Linked DNA regions of Pan troglodytes: region 2 is linked to region 1. The links are chromatin contacts, called in public HiChIP or PLAC-seq maps. All regions are on one chromosome and are shown on one strand. The core of a region is the stretch at or near the end of the contact, and the rest is flanking DNA. Distances in the headings are between cores, read along the strand shown.

Region 1 (5,615 bases), core at 1,045-3,544:
GAGCCGAGATTGTGCCACTGCACTCCAGCCTGGGTGACACAGCAGGAGTCCATCTTAAAAAAAAAAAAAAGTTGAATTTGTTACTTTAACTAAACTGTAGAGCCCAGCGTCTGCTTTCTGTTAACTAGTTTATTACCCAGTAGGGTGGTACCTTCCCTCTACAGTTTGTCTAGGACTCTCAACTCCAAACTGACAACAGTGTAACTGTCTGTTTCCCTAGACTAACATATCAGGCTGCTCTTAGAAGGCTGGTAGAAAGCTAAGCTAATTGTCCCCATTTTCTTCTCCTATGGGAGCTGGTGAGGCCCCATCTGCTGCTCTGAACTGGACTCTATGTGAATTCTTCCTCAGACAGCTTCACCTGAGTCCCCCTCGGCTGCAGCGCCTGTCTCAGTGGACATATGGCCTTGCTGGGACAGGGAGGTGGTGATGGCGGCGGTGGTGGTGGTGACGGAGGTGACGACGATGATGGAGGTGATGGCAGTGACGGTGGAGGTGACGGTGATGTAGGTGATGATTATGGAGGTGGTGGCAATGATGCAGCGATGGTGGTGGGGATGGAGATGGTGGTGGTGATGACGATAATGGAGGTGATGGCAATGATGGTAGGCTTGGCAGTGATGGTGGTGATGGTAGTGGTGATGGTGATGATGATGGTGATGGTGGTAGGGATGGAGATGGTGGTGGTGATAGCGGTGATGGTGATGATGGTGACGGTGATGATGGTGATGGTGGTAGGGATGGAGATGATGGTGATGATGGTGATGATGTTGATGGTGGTAGGGATGGAGATGATGGTGATGATAGCGGTGATGGTGGAGGTGACGGTGATGACGGTGATGATGGAGGTGATGGTAATGGAGGGGACTGTGGGAGAGTCGGTCGGTGGGCTCGTGCCGCCATCTGGTGGTAATGACTGAGTATTACATGGAGTCTAGTTCTCCCTGCCCCCAGTTAGGTGTAAATCGCATTTTGACGTATTTTTGTTGTGAATACACATGAAAAATGACAGTTTTCTGTGCTACTTAGCTGCTAATGATCGAACAGGAAAAAAAACTGCTTTGACTCTGCCATTTGGCTGGAAAATATGGTAACAGTCCAGGGAGAGCTGCCCCACTCCTGGAGCTGCCTGGCAGTGCAGTTCCCTGACTGTGCCCTGCTCCCAGCCCAGGATCCGGTCGTGGCCGTGGCTGAGGATGGCCGGGAGAAGCCGAAGCTGCCGAAGGAGAGAGAGGAGCTGGAGCAGGCCCAGATCAAGGGGCCCGTGGATGTGCCTGGACGGGAAGATGGCAAGGAGGCACCGGAGGAGGCACAGCTCGATCGCCCTGGGCAAGGTGCTGGGCACTGGCTGGGGGTGCGGACGGGGAAGGGCGGCCCCGGGTCCTCCTTTGCAGGCTGGACACCCTGCGGCGTGGCTCTCAGGGCTGTGCGTATCTTTTTCCCTTCAGCCCAGCCTAAGTTCTGGTCCTTTTTGTTTTCTCTGTCTTTCAATTCAGATGAATGTCCTGCCCCTCCCAGAGCAACTTGTTTGCAGCTGCCCCTGTTGAACTTTAGCGTCAGCTGTGCTTGGCCAGGCAGCAGGGAGGCCGGCAGGGGAGGTGGTATCTGTTGGCCTGTGTCACACTGTTGGGAGCCAGAACCCAGGGAAGAACCCAGTTCTAATTCCCTGGGAAGGGAAGGAGGGGCCTCAGCCTGACCCCATCTGTCCCCCGTGCCCTTGCAGGGATTGCTGTGCCTGTGGGCGAGGCCCACCGCCATGAGCCTCCTGTTCCTCACGACAAGGTGGTGGTAGATGAAGGCCAAGACCGAGAGGTGCCAGAAGAGAACAAACCTCCATCCAGACACGCGGGTGGAAAGGCTCCAGGGGTCCAGGGACAGATGGCGCCGCCTCTGCCCGACTCAGAAAGAGAGAAACAGGAGCCGGAGCAGGGAGAGGTTGGGAAGAGGCCTGGACAGGCCCAGGCCTTGGAGGAGGCGGGTGATCTTCCTGAAGATCCCCAGAAAGTTCCAGAAGCAGATGGTCAGCCAGCTGTCCAGCCTGCAAAGGAGGACCTGGGGCCAGGAGACAGGGGCCTGCATCCTCGGCCCCAGGCAGTGCTGTCTGAGCAGCAGAACGGCCTGGCGGTGGGTGGAGGGGAAAAGGCCGAGGGGGGACCGCCGCCAGGCAACGCCGCCGGGGACACAGGGCAGCCCGCAGAGGACAGCGACCACGGTGGGTGTCAGCCTGGGCTGGTGTCGGAAGACACTCCCCTCTTGGGCTGGGGAGGCTGGGCAGGGGCAGCAGAATCGATGGTTGCTCCCTCAGTCCCCAGTCTCTCTCCCTGCACCAGATTAGCATGCAAATGGAGCGGGCCCCGGCAGCTGGTGGGGACAGGAAGAGGCTGGTGGCTGACAGCTACTGTAATATCTGTCACACAGTTGTTTGCCAGACCACTAAATGTCAGGTGCCGCGCTGTGCTCGTGTGTCTGGGCGCACACGGGGGGCGGCGCGGGGGGCGCCTGACAGGTAACACGTTGTTAAGTGCCCGTCTAAGAGCTGCTTAGGATGGTTCTTGCATTTTAATTGCGAAGGCAGTTACCATTGGCTCATTGCCACAAGCCTATGAGGTTGTTAAATATTTTTTTATTGCTTCGCTAGTAATCATCAGGTTGAATATAAACTGTGCTGACGGGGGTGTCACTTTAGAAACATCTGCCACTTCCTTTTGTCCCACCCTTGCCTTCTGTCCCCCAAACCCTCCCTTGACTTTCCTACAAAACCTTCTGAGTCTTCACCGTGTGTGCAGGTGGGAAGCCTCCCCTCCCAGCGGAGAAGCCGGCTCCAGGGGCTGGGCTGCCGCCCGAGCCTCGCGAGCAGAGGGACGTGGAGCGAGCAGGTGGAAACCAGGCGGCCAGCCAGCTGGAGGGTAAGGCCTCCGCCCTACAGCCGCCTGCCTCAGGCCCAGGGAGCGGCAGCCCCTTCCCCCAGCCCTGGGGTGATGCCCAGGTCATCCTAGGGAGCCCTGCCAGGCCGCCCTTCTCTTTCCAGCCGCCTGCTGAGCAGACCCCTCGGAGAGCTTTCTGCTCCCTTCCCATCAGCAGCTTGCTTTCTGGGAACCTTTTATCTCTCTTACTCCCCGTTAAACACCTGCGGCAGCGTCACATGGCTTGTGATTACCGTTTTATCTCCCTTACTCCCCTTTAAAACACCTGCGGCATTGTCACTTGGCTTGTGATTACCATTCCGTCTTTAAAGCAGGTTTGTTAACAGTTTTAACACTCGGAGTATTTAAAGCCAGCCAGGTGTGGGCGTGCCTGCACCCAGATGTGGAGGTTTATTTTAAGGCTGTGCCCCAAGGGGACCCGGTTTGGGGGTGGCTGTGCCCGCCCTGGTCCTAGCAGAGCCCTGGCCCAGAGCACTGCTCCCACACCCTCGGGCCTCGGAGCTCGGCTGTGTTCATCTACAGGGATCTGTCACCTGTCCCTCCAGGAAAGCTCCTTGTGCCTTTGCTCTCCTGAGAATAAAACTTGCTCTGAATCCTCCTCCAAACTTCTCGCCCCTTGGGTCCCAGCTGTTGGCTTTTTGCGACCCCTGCTTGTGGCCTCACGCAGTTGGGTAGCAGCAGCCCCGTCTGTGAGCCTGCTGGGGACAGGCTTCTGTGCCATGTCCTCTCCCAGGCTAGGGGTCCACCCGCCCTCTGAGGGTGTGTGGCTGAGCCCTCGCTCACCAAAAGTCACGTGCATTTGGTGGCAGTGTCCAAGCCTTCTCTCAGGATGGTCAACCCTGCCCCATGCGGGGTCCACGTGTGCCTCAGCATTGAGAGGGTCTGTTCCAGGGATCTGTGTGGGGGTCGCAGGGCACAGCCGCTCCGGCCTCCTGTGCCAAGCCCCTGGGAGCAGGTGTGGGAGCTCCGGGCCAGCCCTGGCACGGGCACCTCCCAGGATGTTCGTAAGACACACGCTTCCTGCCCGCGCATCTTGCCCTGTGGCCTCAGGACAGCCGGTCCGAGGGAGGGCAGGTGCAGCAGCCACGTCCCAGTCGCTGCGGGCTGGCTTCTCCAGGTGCAGCTCGCCCTCCTTGCACCTGCAGCACGGAAGGCAGAGCCGAAAGGCACCCCCTGGGCTCCCGGAGCTCTGAGCCGCTTCAGAAGTTCGGGCATGTGGGGTTTTGTCTCTGGTTTTAGTCTGGCCATGTTTGTTGGTTCCAATTCCTATGCTCTGTTACCTGAACCTGTTTGATTCTTTTGATTTTCTTCTTTCTGAAAAAGACTTTTCACGGTTTCCTATTCTGCCTTTCTTCCGTATGCCTCTCAACGGGACGAGCAGCTGAAATTAAAAAGATAGTAGCAGGTACGAACCCAAAGGAGTGTGCCGAAGTCAAGAGCCTGTCTGGCGGGCCACAGACCTGAGCGCAGCCCCTCGGTGGCACACCTGCTCCAGGGACAGCCCTGCATGGGGACACATGTCAGGCCCCAGACCTGCGCACGCACCCAGGCTCAGCCATAGCCCCTCAGGCGGGGTCCTGATGCCCACTCTGCTCCCTTGTGTTATAAATGCCGTGGTCCTTCTCAGCCCTGCTGTGGCCTTGCCTGTCATCAGAGGGCAGCTGGTCTCTGCAAGCGTCTAAGCGCAGGCTGCTTAGGGCACCAGCCAAGGGGGGGCGCTGCCTGCACTGCTGCCTCATGGGCCACCTTGACAGATCTGCATGGGTCTCAACAGGTGGGTGGCTTCATGCCTTCTGCAGCCCAGTCCCCGTGGTCTTGGTGGGCTCTGGCTGTAGGAACAGCCTGTCTCCTCCACGGTGCTTCACATGTGTCCCACATGGCTTCTGGCTGGACGTGGCATGGCTCCTTCCTCCCTCCCCCTCTTTTTTCCTCCTCTTCCTCTTCTCTCCTCCCTCCTCCCTCCTTCTCCCTCCTTTTCTCTCCTCCCTCCTCTTGCCTCCCTCCTTCTCCCTCCTCTTTCCTCCTTCCTTCTCCCTCTTCCCTCCTTCCTTCTCCCTCCCTCCTTCTCCCTCCTCTTCCCTCCCTCCTTCCTTCTCCCTCCCTCCTTCTCCCTCCTCTTCCCTCCCTCCTTCCTTCTCCCTCCCTCCTTCTCCCTCCCTCCTTCTCCCTCCTCCCTCCCTCCTTCTCCCTCCTCCTTCCTCCCTCCTTCTCCCTCCTCCCTCCCTCCTCCTCCCTCCTTCTCCCTCCTCTTCCCTCCTCTTCCCTCCCTCCTTCTCCCTCCTCCTCCCTCCTCCTCCCTCCCTCCTTCTCCCTCCCTCATTCTCCCTCCTCTTCCCTCCCTCATTCTCCCTCCTCTTCCCTCCCTCCTTCTCCCTCCCTCCTTCTCCCTCCTCTTCCCTCCCTCCTTCTCCCTCCCTCCTTCTCCCTCCTCTTCCCTCCCTCCTTCTCCCTCCTTCCTTCTCCCTCCCTCCTTCTCCCTCTTCTTCCCTCCCTCCTTCTCCCTCCTTCCTTCTCCCTCCCTCCTTCTCCCTCCTCTTCCCTCCCTCCTTCTCCCTCCTTCCTTCTCCCTCCCTCCTTCTCCCTCTTCTTCCCTCCCTCCTTCTCCCTCCTTCTCCCTCCTTCTCCCTCCTCCTCCCTCCCTCCTTCTCCCTCCTTCCTTCTCCCTCCTCCTCCCTCTTCTTCCCTCCTTCC
Region 2 (5,025 bases), core at 1,113-3,612, 240 kb before region 1:
CCCAACTGGGGGGCCCCTGACCAGGCTGAAGGGCCACACTCCCTCCAGCTGGTGACTCAGAAACATCCAGTATTAACTGCACTGGGACAGAGAGACAGGGAAGGAGCTAGGGGCAGGAAGGAACAGTCCTGGCCCTGGAACAGGTTGTGGGTCTGCCTGGGGCTGAGTGCTCCTGTGTCCTCACACTGAGGGGCTTCTCCGGGCCTGGCCACAGCGAGGCTAATGGGGTCCCCAGGGGGCCGTGGCTCCTGATTCCTTAGCATGAACAGGTGCCCCACAAGCTCAGATGGCCCCCCAGGGCTGTGCCCTCCCTCCCTGAGAGCACCTTGCCAGCATCCCCACCAACACCCAGGACCACCTTGGTCCACGTTTGCCAGTTCGGAAGGTGAGAAATGACACTTCCTGGCTGTGTGAATTTGCATTTCTTTGGTTTTTGGAGGGCGTGAGCTTCTTTCCATTTGTTTGGGGCCATTGTGAATGTCTGTTCAGTCTTTGCCTGTTTTCTATGGAAGGGTCCCCATTTTCCTTGCCGACGGATGCGGCACTCTGGCAGCTGGGAGTGGTGGCGTTCAGCGGTGCCCTTGTGTGCTTTAGCTGTGGTGCGTGCGGGAGAGGAGGGCTGATGCTAGCCTGGAATCTTACCAGGGATCTGCAGCCCCGGCTTTGTTGTCAGAAAATGCTGAGAGAGGCCTCCTGGGAGCCAGGCAGGATGCAGCAGGAAACAGAGGGGCAGAAAGAGCTCAGGTCCGCAGCAGGAGGGAAGGGGGCACCAGCTACCAGAACCCAAGCAAGAATTGGGCTTGAGGGGGCCGAGGAGCGGGGGAGGGGGACTGAACATTTAGACAGGGGTGTGGGGGCTGTCTGAGAAGACACGTGAGCAAAGATTTGTGGGAGGAGATGGAGGCGCCTAGAGCAAGAAGAAGAGCAGTCCTCAGAGGGATGGGCACGCAGAGGCCCCGGGGCCAGCACAGCCTGGGTGCATTCCGGGAGCTGCAGGGAGGCCAGGCCAGGGCCGTGGGGGGCTGGGGCAGGGGGTCAGGCTAGCTGGGGGCCTGTGGGTTCCAGGAATGCTTTAGCTTCTGCTGCCAGTGCTGGGCGGGTACGCTGTCAGTTCTCCAGGTGCAGGGCAGACAGGTGGTATGAGGCCCAGTTTGCAGAGAGCATGGAGCGCCAAGCCTTGTGAACCACAGAGGTTTACATGCCGGTGAGAGCCCTGGGTCCGCAGGCCAGAGTTTGCTCCTCTGCAGAGCTCCTGGTCGGCCGGCCTCCGCCCTTCTCTCCAGGACTTGGGGGTTCTGCTCTACAGCCAGGCGGCCCTTGGGGAGCAAAGTTCCGGGCCAGTGAGAATCCAACATATCCCCAAGCCCCACAGCAACAAGGGTTGAGGGAGCAAAGGATGGTCGGGATGGTGGGAGGTGGCGGTGGCCTTGGTGGGTGGGTGGGGGTGCTGCTGACTTCAGTGCGCTCCGGTTACTCCGTTACCGCACAGGGGTGAAGTGCTGCCAGCCCCCATCCGTGTCCCTCTGCAAAGTGCTCCTGGCATCGAGCTGGGCTCTCCGGAGGCTCAGCCTCCATTTTCTCCTCTGGGCAAGGGGAGTCCTGGGCCAGCGCCCGCTGTCCAGCCTCGCTGCGCCCCGCAGCCCATTTCCTTTCCTGGAGGCTCTGACAGGCCTGGAGGGCCCGGGCGTCAGGGTCGGGTCAGTAGGCTGCCCGGGTCGGGTCAGTAGGCTGCCCGGGTCAGCTGAGGCCCGCTCAGTGCGAGGGGCTTTCTCGGAACCGAGGCCGCGGCTACCTGAGGCCTTTGTGCAGAGCCCCGCTCTGGCCACCCGGGGGGGCCGAGGCCAGGAGATCCGGGGGGCCCCCTAGGAGCGCCCTCCGCCCCCTTAGCGACCCCTCCCAGACCAAGGCAGGGCCAGAGGGGACGGTGCCTGAGGGCAGCGGCGCCTGAAACGGCAACAAGCACAACTCGGCCCCGGAGGCCCCGGGGCCTTTAGAGCCCGCGAGGGGCTGTCTCCTCGGGCGCGGCGGGGCCTGGGCTCTCTCAGCCTCGCCGCCGACCTCGGGAAAAGCCCCCCAGCCTCTCCACCCGGCAGCTGGAGGAGGCTGGTCCGGGGCTGGGGACAGCGGGATCTACCCGCCTGGGGCTAGGCCGACGGCTGGGGATCGCGGACCGCGGGGGGCGCAAGTGCGAGACCCTTTTCCCGGCCCGCAGGGAGGCAGGACGGAGCCCCAACTTCAGATGCCGACGCCGCGTCCCGCCCGGAGGCCGCCGGGGAGGGCCGAGTGCGCACGCGCCTGACTCTGTCCCCACGGCGCGCCCGGGGGCGCCGGGGCCGCCCTGTGATTGGCCGGGGCGACCGCGCTCTCGGCCAATGGATGCGCGGCTCCTGGCTCGGCGCGGGCCTCCGCGGCCAGGCATGGGGAGGGTGCGTCTCCCGCCGGGTCTCGGGGCCTGGGGAGGGATGCGCCGGCCCACGGGGTCGCTCCTTCAAGCTGCCCGCCTCCGCTCCGGAGACGAGGCCAGCGAGTCCGTGATTCCGGCCGCCCCCAGTAGTGAGCCCGTGCGCAGAAGCGCCGGCTGAGACGCGGAGCCGCGCCCCGCCTGGCCGGGGCCTGCCCTTCGCAGGGCCTCCCCGTGGACCCCCGGCCAGCCACGCTCTCCCTGCTCCCATCCTGCGGGTCAGAAAAACAATGCTTGGCTGGAGGGGGCCCGCGCCTGTGGTCCCAGCCACTTGGGAGGCCGAGGCGGGAGGATCGCTTGAGCTTGGGAGGTGGAGGCTACAGTGAGCCGTGATTGCACCGCTGCGCTCCAGCCTGGGCCACAGAGCGAAGACCCTGTCTCTAAACAAAACAACAGTGCTTAGAAAGCAGACAAGCCTGTTGCCAAATACCATCAATAAAAATGAGCAGTGGTCATCTCTAGGTGGTGGGGTTGGAGGTAAATAAAAAATATTTTGACTGGGCACAGTGGCTCACGGCTGTAATCCCAGCACCCCAGGCAGGAGTTCGAGACCAGCCTGGCCAACACGGTGAAACCTCGTCTCTACTGAAATTACAAAAAAAAAAGAAAAAAAAAATTAGCCGGGCGGGCGTGCTGGTGCACGCCTGTAATCTCAGCTACTCGGGAGGCTGAAGCAGGAGAATCACTTGAGCCTGGGCAAGACAGAGGTTTCAGTGAGCCGAGGTGGTGCCACTGCACTCCAGCCTGGGCGACAGAGTGAGACCCTGTCTCAAAAAAAGAAAAAAAAAATTTTTTTTAATCTCTGTAATTTGTTAATTATTTCAGTTAGCGTTAGTATATTGTTTGTACGAAAATACTGCTTTTGGGCCGGGGGCTGTGGCTCACGCCTGTAATCCCAGCACTTTAGGAGTCTGAAGTGAGCGGATCACGAGGTCAGGGGATTGAGACCATGCTGGCTAACACGGTGAAACCCCACCTCTACTAAAAATACAAAAAATTAGCCAGGCGTGGTTGCGGGTGCCTGTGATCCCAGTTACTTGGGAGGCTGAGGCAGGAGAATCGCTTTCACCTGGGAGGCGGAGATTGCAGTGAGCCGAGATCGTGCCACTGCACTCCAGCCTGGGTGACAGTGTGAGACTCCGTCTCAAAAGAAAAATTGCTTTTTATAAAAATGAAAGCTGTATAACAAGAACAATAATAAAAACAGTAAGTGTTGGTGAGGATGTGGAGAAATTGGAGCTCTCATACAATGCATGCGCCGTGAAAAACACATTAGCGGTTCTCAAAGAGCGAAGGGTAGAATTACCCAGCAGTTCCGCGCAGCCACACACCCAGAGAACTAGGGGCAGGAACACGAACAGTGTGCTCAACACGAGTTATTCCAAATGTTGACCACAACCGATACTCACCACAGAGAAAAGGTGGAAACAACCCACGTGTCCATCCATAAATGAATAGAGAAACAAATGTGGTCCCTCCATACAATGGACTATGATTTAACGTTAAAAAGGAAGGAAATTCTGACGCACACCACGCACAGATGGCCTGAAAACATTATGCTAAGTGACATGAGCCAGTCACAAAGGACAACGTCTGTCTGATTCCACTTATAAAACATCTAGAATAGGCAAGTACAGAAACAGAAAGTAGGTAAGAGGTTGCCAGGGGTTCGGGGGAGAGGGCAAGGCCAGGGGCTGGGGAGAGAGGGAAAAGGAAGTTGGTGCTTAATGGATAGTCTCTGGAATGACAAAAAAGTTCTGCAAACGGATAGTGTTGAGAGTCTCACAACATGGTAAATGTACTCAATGCCTTTGAAGTGTACACTTAAAAATGGTTAAAATGGCAAAAGGTATCACAGTTTAAAAAATTATGGGCCAGGCATGGTGGCTCATGCCCCTAATCCCAGCACTTTGGGAGGCCGAGGTGGGCCGATCACTTGAGGTCAGGAGTTCGAGACCAGCCTGGCCAACATGGTGAAACCCTGTCTCTACTAAAAATATAAGAAAATTAGCCAGGTGTGATAGTGGGTGCCTGTAATCCCAGCTACTTGGGAGGCTGAGGCAGGAGAATCCTTTGAACTCGAGAGGTGGAGGTTGCAGTGAGCCAAGATCACACCACTGCACTCTAGCCTGGGCAACAGAGCAAGACTCAGTCTCAAAAAAGAAAAAAAAAAAAAATGTAACTTACCCAAACTAGGCCGGGCGTGGTGGCTCACGCCTGTAATCCCAGCACTTTGGGAGGCCGAGGCGGGTGGATCATGAGGTCAGGAGATCGAGACCATCCTGGCCAACACGGTGAAACCCCATCTCTACTAAAAATACGAAAATTAGCTGGGCGTGGTGGCGGGCACCTGTAGTCCAATCTATTCGGGAGGCTGAGACAGGAGCATGGCGTGAACCTGGGAGGCGGAGCTTGCAGTGAGCAGAGTTTGCGCCACTGCACTCCAGCCTGGGTGACAGAGTGAGACTCTGTCTCAAAAAAAAAAAAAAAAAAAAAAAAAAAAAAAAAAAAATTAGCCAGGTGTGGTGGCATGTGTCTGTAGTCCCAGCCACTTGGGAGGCTGA

Evidence for each region. HiChIP or PLAC-seq counts read pairs in DNA pulled down with a chosen protein or histone mark.
Region 2: a contact with region 1 is called in an H3K4me3 HiChIP or PLAC-seq map of stem cell-derived excitatory neurons, with 13 times the contacts expected there. The contact joins two enhancer-like sites. A contact is called at or near these places in 3 of 7 Hi-C or Micro-C datasets (blood, induced pluripotent stem cells and stem cell-derived neural progenitor cells) and 1 of 1 datasets of contacts at active chromatin or transcription factors (stem cell-derived excitatory neurons).

Annotation. Positions count from the first base shown.
Region 1 is chr19:94,647,235-94,652,849 of NHGRI_mPanTro3-v2.0_pri, reverse strand. SLC38A10 (solute carrier family 38 member 10) reads left to right here. Exons shown (of 16, transcript XM_016933156.3): 12 at 1,167-1,334; 13 at 1,724-2,212; 14 at 2,787-2,906. Among named protein-coding and RNA genes, the nearest start is that of TEPSIN, 14 kb to the right of the region's middle. Within about 2 kb of position 2,294, at least 7 of the 24 cell types and tissues checked have an H3K27ac peak or open chromatin away from gene starts, as enhancers often do. A contact at or near this core is called in stem cell-derived excitatory neurons, where this site is marked.
Region 2 is chr19:94,888,933-94,893,957 of NHGRI_mPanTro3-v2.0_pri, reverse strand. It overlaps the pseudogene LOC101058599. Among named protein-coding and RNA genes, the nearest start is that of ACTG1, 26 kb to the left of the region's middle. Within about 2 kb of position 2,362, at least 20 of the 24 cell types and tissues checked have an H3K27ac peak or open chromatin away from gene starts, as enhancers often do. A contact at or near this core is called in stem cell-derived excitatory neurons, where this site is marked.